2 separate regions of the Mus musculus genome follow, and region 2 is linked to region 1. A link is a contact called in public HiChIP or PLAC-seq data. All regions are on one chromosome and are shown on one strand. The core of a region is the stretch at or near the end of the contact, and the rest is flanking DNA. Distances in the headings are between cores, read along the strand shown.

What was found. HiChIP or PLAC-seq counts read pairs in DNA pulled down with a chosen protein or histone mark.
Region 2: a contact with region 1 is called in an H3K27ac HiChIP or PLAC-seq map of DN3 thymocytes, with 6 times the contacts expected there. The contact joins two enhancer-like sites. A contact is called at or near these places in 3 of 39 promoter capture datasets (the HPC-7 cell line and second pharyngeal arch cranial neural crest), 3 of 15 datasets of contacts at CTCF or cohesin (CD8 T cells, large pre-B cells and pro-B cells), 30 of 484 Hi-C or Micro-C datasets (the AML12 cell line, the Ba/F3 cell line, DN3 thymocytes and 22 more) and 3 of 115 datasets of contacts at active chromatin or transcription factors (DN3 thymocytes, bone marrow-derived dendritic cells and large pre-B cells).

What each region holds. Positions count from the first base shown.
Region 1 is chr7:88,205,093-88,209,585 of GRCm38.p6, reverse strand. No RefSeq gene overlaps it. Among named protein-coding and RNA genes, the nearest start is that of Ctsc, 71 kb to the left of the region's middle. Within about 2 kb of position 2,860, at least 133 of the 459 cell types and tissues checked have an H3K27ac peak or open chromatin away from gene starts, as enhancers often do. A contact at or near this core is called in DN3 thymocytes, where this site is marked.
Region 2 is chr7:88,534,838-88,539,183 of GRCm38.p6, reverse strand. No RefSeq gene overlaps it. Among named protein-coding and RNA genes, the nearest start is that of Rab38, 110 kb to the right of the region's middle. Within about 2 kb of position 2,228, at least 8 of the 459 cell types and tissues checked have an H3K27ac peak or open chromatin away from gene starts, as enhancers often do. A contact at or near this core is called in DN3 thymocytes, where this site is marked.

The DNA.
Region 1 (4,493 bases), core at 1,611-4,110:
TCCTCCACCCACCTGCTTCCTGAGTTCAATTCAAAGAATGGCACCCTGACCATTACTGGAACCTGCAATGCAAATGTGATATTGTTAGGGGCTCTTAGATTGTTAGGGGCTCTTAGAAACTGTCTTGAGAGATAACCTGACACTTGTGATTTTGCACTTCCTTGTGACTCTTAACTGGTATTTTTGGTATTTTCCAACAATGCCCTTCCCACCTCCTTGAGTTGTGGTTTCTTCCTTTAAATACCCCCTTATCCAACTACTCGGGGCGCCACAGTCCTCTACCTCTGCGTGATGTATGACCATGGGCCCGAGAGCGCTCTTGAATAAAAATCCTCTTGCAGTTTGCAGCAAGACTGTTTCTCGTTGGTGATTTTGGGGTGTCGCCTCTCCTGAGTCAGAACGTGGGGGAGTCCTCATGTTGTGGGTCTTTCAAATTGTTTGAGCTCTATGAAAGCATGAAGAAGGAATGTCACAATGAGAGAGAAGAAAAGAAAATACATTATAGTCTGACAATTTTAAGTTTTCTTTCCACAAGATAACCTGTATGATTGCTATAAGATCCCAGGAAGAAAGCATGTATTATGAAGCACAACTGAAAAGCATTGGACTAATGTTCTAAATATTGGGCTGGGAAATGGGTTCCAAAATGAGATTGTCTGATGGAGTAACCCTCTGAGTGGATACTAACTCTAACATTATTTCCTTTTCTTAAAGCATATGGTCTTCATAGTTGATTGGTTCTGAACTCTTCCACAATAGAACAAAAAAAATAATTTCCTGTTAAGGGTTTAATTAATATTTACTGAAGAATTTGTGAGCCTGGATATGGTAACACATTTTTAGTATCATATCTGCTAGAAAATACTTATTTCTTTTGGAGAGAATTTTAGATGCTTAACACATCAAGATTTAACAAAATCATAAACAAAAAAGTAGTGTTTGGGGTTCAACAGGAGAGATGGTTGTGCAATCATGGAACTTAGTCTCTTGCAGACCAGTTCTGAAAAGAAACAGAAAAAAATATAGGATGAAAAGAAAGAAGGGTTTAGGAAAAATTTCCCACCCTGGTTCATCTATTCCTATAGACTTGTTACTATATTGGGATTGAGGTCTGACAATTTGCCAAAGATTCTCATTGTAGCATTTACAAAAATTGTAAGGGTCATGTATAATTAAATACAGATGCAGAGATATATAGATGATGATGAAGGTGGTAGATAGATGATAAATAGATATATGACAAATAGTTGATAGATTAGATAGATAGATAGATAGATAGATAGATAGATAGATAGATAGGTGATAAGTGATTGTAAGCAACATGAAGTCAGAAATTATGTTATTTGACTCTTCCTTGAATCTGTTGATCATATCAGATGTTCAGTAATACTTACTGAATAATTAAATAAATTAATGATTAAAAGTGAGCATCCAGAAATAAATAACTGAGAGTTACTCTTTTATTGGAACTCATTACCTGAACAGTGGGTACTTTATATTTTAATGAATTAGATTACATATTTTAATTGTATGTATATGGGTGTTTTGTCTGCAAGTATGTCTATGCATCACATATGTGCCTTATGTCTTTGGAGATGAGAAGCCTTCACATCTGTGGAACTGAAGTTACAAATGGCTTTTAGTTGTTAATGTGGGTGTTGGGAATCAAACCCAGGCCCTCTGAAGGAGCAGACAGTGTTCTTAAATCTCCAAGCCATCTCTGCAGCCCAACACTGGGTATATAAATAACTGAGTACAAGCAAGGGTCCAAATCACACTAAAGCTCTACAGCTATCAAGAGAAGTTTGGCTTGCCTTCCTTTTTAGACGCTATTTTGGTTTTCTTGTTTTCAACACAGTTGTTTTCATATCTTCTCAGTCTAATTTCTGCAAGTCACCACTACCACTACTATACACTTTTACTTTTTCCTCCTTCCTACTCTGCCTTTTTCCAAGAAACAAAAGAGGAAGTGAAAACGATTTACATATTTACTGATTTTTTTTATGATGTAAGAATAGCCTGGAGCCATTTCATGTTATACTTAGCAGAGCCATTGTGCAGTTTCCATAGTCCTCTACCCTAATTACCAGTTTCAATACTGTTAAGAATAGAGCAGAATCTAAAAGAGCCAATCATATCCCCAGTCAGTTACTGGCAGCAGGGGCAGGTACTGGTGAGAATAGGAAGAAAGTTGCTGATGAAGAAGGTACAGGCAGTCTGTGGATTTACTACTGTTCTATACGGCTGCTAGGTCACCCAGAGACAAAGGCATCCTTAAAAAGATCACACAAGATTGGTAACAGAAGCCCCCATGTAAACCTGGACCATGGAAAGGAATTATTGAGTGAAAACCTACGGCATCAATTTGCTCTGTTCCCCATCCTCCTCCTAGATCCATTTTTGAGAGCCTGCCAGCATGCACCAACTATTGTTGCCCAGCAGTCAACCAGAAAACAATCTGCTGCCTAAGAAAAAGCAGCGCCCGTGGGAGGGAATGCAGAGCTCTTTTGTGGGCCGTGGGTCGTTCCTACGCAGCAGAGGAGTCAGTTAAAGGAAGCTTTGCTTCAATGGCATTCGGAAAGTAAAAGAACGCCTGACTTGAACAGGCAGAGCTGTGTTCCCTCCCTTTAATCCTCCTCCTCCTCCTGTTGTTGTTGTTGTTACTATTATTATTATTATTATCTGTACAGTTTGTTTTCAAGGATCTGTGGTATAATTTGATGCTGGTGGAGGATATGATGTCATGTGAACCAAAAGACAAGGCTAACATAAAAAAATAAAATGAAAACAAATGTGGGCTATGAGAAGCAGAGAAGATGGTTTTGTGGCAAGCAGAAGAGCAGCTGTGTTAGAGCAGCAGTCTGTGACATGTAAAACCTTAAGAGCCAGGGCCTGGTTTTTTTACTTCAGAAAGAAGAGCTGTACATACGTGTAAAGAAAAAGGCAAAAGAGAAAGAAAGGCAAAGGCAACCACAAAACCCCACACCACAGGAAAGGGGGTTGACTAGAATCAGGAGTAGCAGCCTCTAACACTGAGGTTAGGTCCACAAATATTTGCTGTATTGTTTAGAGGACAGCTGTGTGCTCATGTGATTAAAAAAAAAAAAAGGTGCTATTTGCCCTAAGTTCTCAGCTTAGCCATGTGTTGCAATTGTTTTCAAATTGCTAGTGAAGTTTCTAGGTGACTTTGGTATGCCACAGGACACTACTGCAGCTTTACCTTTTTAAATAACTCAAGGATTTTTCTTCTTCTTCTTTCTTTCCTTTTTTAGTAATCATTTTATTCGTTCACATTTCAAATGCTATCTGCCTTCCCAGTTACTCCTCCACAACACCCCCTTCCCATCCCCCTTCTCCCCTTTGCCTCCGTGAAGGTGCTACTCCACCCACACACCCACTCCAGCCTGACTCCACAGCTCTAGCCCAGTGACCCTGATGGAAAAGTTAGGGGAAGGACTGGAGGAGCTGAAAGGAATTGCAACCCCACAGGAAGAACAATATTAACTAACTGGACCTCCCAGAACTCCCAGGTACTGAGCCACCATCCAAAGAGTATACATGGAGGGAACCATGCCTCCAGCTGCATATGTAGCACGATGGCCTTATCTGACATCAAAGACAGGGGAGGCCCTTAGTCAACTGGCTTTCTTTTTCTTTTTTATTAGATATTTTCTTTATTTACATTTCAAATGCTATTTCTTTTCCTGGTTTTCCCTCCAAAAACCTCCTCCCCCTATTCCCTTCCCACTCTTCCTATCTCCTCCCCACTCCCTCTGCTCACCAACCCACCCACTCTGGCTTCCTGGCCCTGGAATTCCCATATACTGTGGCATAGAGCCTTCACAGGACCAAGGGCCTCTCCTCCTGTTGATAACAGACTAGGTCATCCCTCTGCTATACATGCAGCTGCAGCCATGAGTCCCACCATGTGTTTTATTTGGTTGGTGGTTTAGTCCCTGGGAACTCTGGGGGTACTGGTTAGTTCATATTGTTGTTCCTCCTATGGGGCTGCAAACCCCTTCAATTCCTTGGGTCCTTTCTCTAGCTTCTTCATTGGGGACCCTGTGCTCAGTCCAATAATGGCTGTAAGCATCCACTTCTGTATTTGCCAGGCACTAGCAGAGCCTCTCAGGAGACAGCTATATCAGGCTCCTATCAGCAAGCACTTGTTGGCATCCACAATAGAGTCTTGAGTTTGGTGATTGTATATGGGATGGATCCCCAGGTGAGTCAGTCTCTGGCTGGTCATTTTGTTTCTGTAATTCCTTCTATGGGTATTTTGTTCCAACTTCTAAGAAGGTTTGAAGTATCCACACTTTGGTCTTCCTTTTTGAGTTTCACGTGTTTTGTGAATTGTATTTTGGGTATTCTGAGCTTCTGGGCTAGTATTCACTTATCAGTGAGTGCATATCATGTGTGTTCTTCTGTGATTGGGTCACCATTTTTTTTTTTTAAGTTCTACAGACCAGTTGTTATGTCCTTCCTCAAACTCT
Region 2 (4,346 bases), core at 979-3,478, 330 kb before region 1:
AAAAAGTGTAAACTAAAGAGCTATGACTTTGTAACTCCCACCACAAGCATCTGCAAATGAAGAGAATGCTAGTACAAGTAGAACTCAGACCAGGAATTGTTTATACTACAATTGATAAGAATGGTCTAATAGTGCAGGATTGGTCCTCAATGTCATTGTAATGTATGAAAACAAAAGCAGCAGCAAAAACACAGGCACTCGTTATCAGATCTGATTCTTATGTTGTTTTGTGGTCCAGAGCATCCTGGTTATTGTGGACTGACTAAACCTCAAAGATTCTTAGATAATTGCTGTATAAAGAGATATTGCCCAAAAGAGATATTCCAAAATCTTTACTATATTTTTTTTAATCAATGCATCACTGATTCTGCTACTATGAGTCTGAAACAACAGAAAGTTGCTCACAGCTTTGCATGCTGGAATTCAGAGCAAAGTATCAGCAGATTCTACAGCCCCTCTTCTTTAAGACCTCTCCCTGCATCTCCACATTTTCTTTCCTCTGGGTATGTTTAGGGTTTATTCAGACTTTATTTGCTATGATAAAACTACCTAAGAGAACAGCATTATAGGAGAAAAGATTTGTTTTGGCTGAGGGATTCAAAGTTTATTGGTAGGCACACTTTCACTGATCTATTGAAAGCAACATAATAATGTTGGTCACTTTGTTGTGGCCAGAATGCAGAGAGGAAGGAAGGGAGGAAGGAAGAGAGAAAGGAAGGGAGCAAGAGAGGGAGGGAGGGAGAGGGGGAGGGAGAGAAAGAAAGAAAGAAAAAGAAAGAAAAGAAATAGAGGGAGGGAGAGGAGGAAAAGACAGGAGAAAAGATGAGAGAAAGAAGGGGAAGAGGAAAGGAGGAAAGGAAGGGAATAGAAGGGAGCTAAGGTAAAAGACATGTTGTCTTAAGGACATGTTGTCTTGAAATGTACCCTAAGTGACCATTTCCTCCAACTATATCTACCCCTCAAGGTTTCCAGAACCTTCCAAAATAGAAGCACCATTTGAGAAACAGACTTTGTGTGTTGAGTCTATACAAACCAACAATATTTTATATCTAGATACCCATCACATTATGTTAGAACAAATTCTAATCTTATTTTACCTCAATTACCACTTTAAAAATCCTATCCACAGTATGGCAACTTCCCAAAGTAGTAGAGATTAAGATTTCAAGCATACTGAATTGGTGAGGGCATAATACTTACCCCAGGATACTTGCCAAGATACACAGTTGGAAAATTTAGTGTACTGGAATGTGACAAAGATAAGATACATTAATTTTAAGTTATTTGGTACATCTTTGCTCAGTGCCAGCTTTTTCAAATCTTGTTTTGTGCCAATTTGCTTAGCTTTCTTCCAATTAAATAAATAATAAACAAACCAAGCAGAGTTTATCAAAGCCCTTTGTGAGTCTTCCTCTATTTGCCTTTATGTCATTGTGCCTTAGAGGACAATAGTCCACCTAAAAACTACTAAAAACTTCACACAAATTTTTTAGTCCCTCTTTTGCAAAATTTACCTGCATTCTAATCTATTGTTCATTATTGATTATTTTTGCTTTTTAGACTAATAACAAATTATATTCTCTAGTATGACATCTGACTGAATTACCTCTCCAGAGCTGAATTTTCTATCCCACTCTCTGCCTTGCCCATTTAGAGTTATGAGGCAAACATGTCCCCAGCAATCATAAATTTCTGTTTCCTTGCACATGTGTTTTCCTGCCTGAATGACCTTGCTTCTTGCCCTCTAATCTTTGGTTTCTTATTTATATTGTCATCATTGAATGATGCCTCTGTCACGATGCATTTGTATCAGATTAAAGTCGTTGATTTTCCAACGTTCTTCATCTAAAGGGTTCAGAAAGTGTTGAGTATAAAGAGCAGACATTTCATAATTCAATGTCTAGAATGTGACACATAAAATGCTATTAACTAAAGATTTATTAAATAAATGACTAACATATGAGTTTATCGGTTGGCGGTGTTGGTGATAAGACTGCTTGGCAGCACATACTACACAGCGAAGCTGAGGAAATGTTTAGTTGTGGGATAAATGGGGAGTTAATGACTCTCTGAGTTCCCTTGTAAGAACAATAGATGCTGCATGTAGATAAGGGAAAAGAGAAAGATGAAATTTCTGAGAATTGTTTCTCCTCCTGAGACACTCGGGGTTCTCTGCCTTCCCTCTGCAGCTGTGAGCTTGTTTATGGTTGGTAGGATCCAGATGCTCACATGAAACCCTCCTTTGACACCTGAGGGCTTAGATTCTCAGATACTGTTGATAACTGTGACAACCACTAGGCAGCAGGGACTTTTATTCTCGACTTATTAAAATGGAGATGTGCTCCCTGGAAACTAAGTTGTCCATAACCTATATTTAAAAGGAAGGAGTGACGATTTGAGGGTAAATAACAGACAACTCTCTTCATACAGTTTGAAAGGCCAGTCTAGGTTCTGAAAATTTAAAGGCATTTTATCACAATTGACACTCAAATGTCGACATAAACTAATTTTTAAAAAATAAATAAAATAGTTATTTCTAACAAATCACAAGCCATAGATTTTCAACGAAAAGGCAAAAAGGGTCTCACTAGTTATAAATCTTCTTGGCTTTGTACATACATGGCAGAAAGCCCTTGACCCTCTAGTAATCTGGGAACATAATTCCTATGTAGAGCTCAACTTCACCATAATACCCCTTTAATTAATTGTGTCTCTGGGCAGCCCTATGTATCTGGGGAAGGAGACACCTACTGGGATACTGAGTTAATTCCCTGAGGCTGTCTTAGGCTCATTATCTCTTTCTTGCACATCTGCCTCTAGGTATCCCTGGAGCATTTCAAGTCAGTCATGATATAGGTTAGCATTCTGGCTTCCTCACTTGCCTCCTGAATGACATGACTGCAGGATAATCCCCAAGCATAGTGACTAGGGAAGCCAGCAAGTGTGCTTGGGAGACTGGTAATCCCCAGATAGATATATGTCAGCTCTTTCTCACTAATTAGTGAAGGCAGACAGAAGCTGTCTGGGTCTGCAGACCTGAGTTTCAAGAGTGTCATTTGAGATGAAGTCAGAGGACAGTGCAGAAGCTTCATATGAAAGCTTTGCAAAATGCTCAGAATGCCTCAGCCATGTCTCAGAATATATGCAACAATCAGTAATTATCGCTGAACATGTAACAGCCACTTGAAGTAGAAATTATTCTATAGAGAATTAAGACATATATAACTTGCTAAAGGAGTAGTTTAGTTTGAAGTATTTAAAACATACATACCATAAGCATTTAAATAAAAAAAAACTTTAATGAACACATTAACAAACATTGAACAAGCATATAAGTTACTGGAATAGAGAAATCCCATGCAAAATGGAGCAGTCTGAGACTTGCTGAGTAGTTATAAAGAAATCAACACAATCTACAAGATTCTAGCATTTGAGATATTTATATTTCTGAATGCATACTGTTCTAAGATCATTTTAATTCTTCTGTGTGATCATGACTGATTTCTCAATAAATTCCAGTACTCTGATCTGTTCAGCCTTTGTCTTGTCTACTTTTTATATCACTTATAGTGTCTAGTAAAGTGACAGGCAAAAGAAAGTGCAGAGTTGGTGGGGTGTTTTTAAGAATGGAAATAAGGCAGAGGAATAATGACAGGCTGGAGGCAGAGGAGGTAATAAGGTGGGAAAGAAGCTATAGATATTTTAGGTTTTTCTAGAATTGTATAGAAAGCATTTGTTGAGCCAAAATATAGGTAGTATTTTTGTGACAGTAGATATTATTAAAACATTCTTGATTTGGAAGCATTAAACTAGGGGTTCTCAACCTTTGGGTCACAACACCTTTTGGGTCAACTGATTCTTTCACAGGGTCATATATCAGGCTGCCCTTCAACTCACTCTATAGTCCAGACTTGCCTTGAACTTGTAATTCTCCTGACTCTGTTTCTCTACCTATTGGGATTATAGTATTTCACCACCAGACCCAACTCCCAAATGGGCAATTTCTAGAATAAAAGCCTTGTGGTTGAAATGGAAATCCTGATGGCTCTAACAATGGGATGCAAATGACAAGGATACAGAGTCAGATCAGTGGAAGTCTGAAGAGAGAAGAAAGAAACTGAGAAATGAAGAGATAAGAACAAAGAACATTCTTAGAGACCTATCTACTATGAACATCCTTGTTCCCAAACAGCGATGAAAGAGAGAGAGAGAAAGAGAGAGAGAGAGAGAGAGAGAGAGAGAGAGAGAGAGAGAGAGAGAGAGAGTTATAAACAAGTGGAATGAATAATGGCCTGAAACCTTTCCAAACTTTGCTGTGTGGTTCCATACATTTCTGTATATATGTG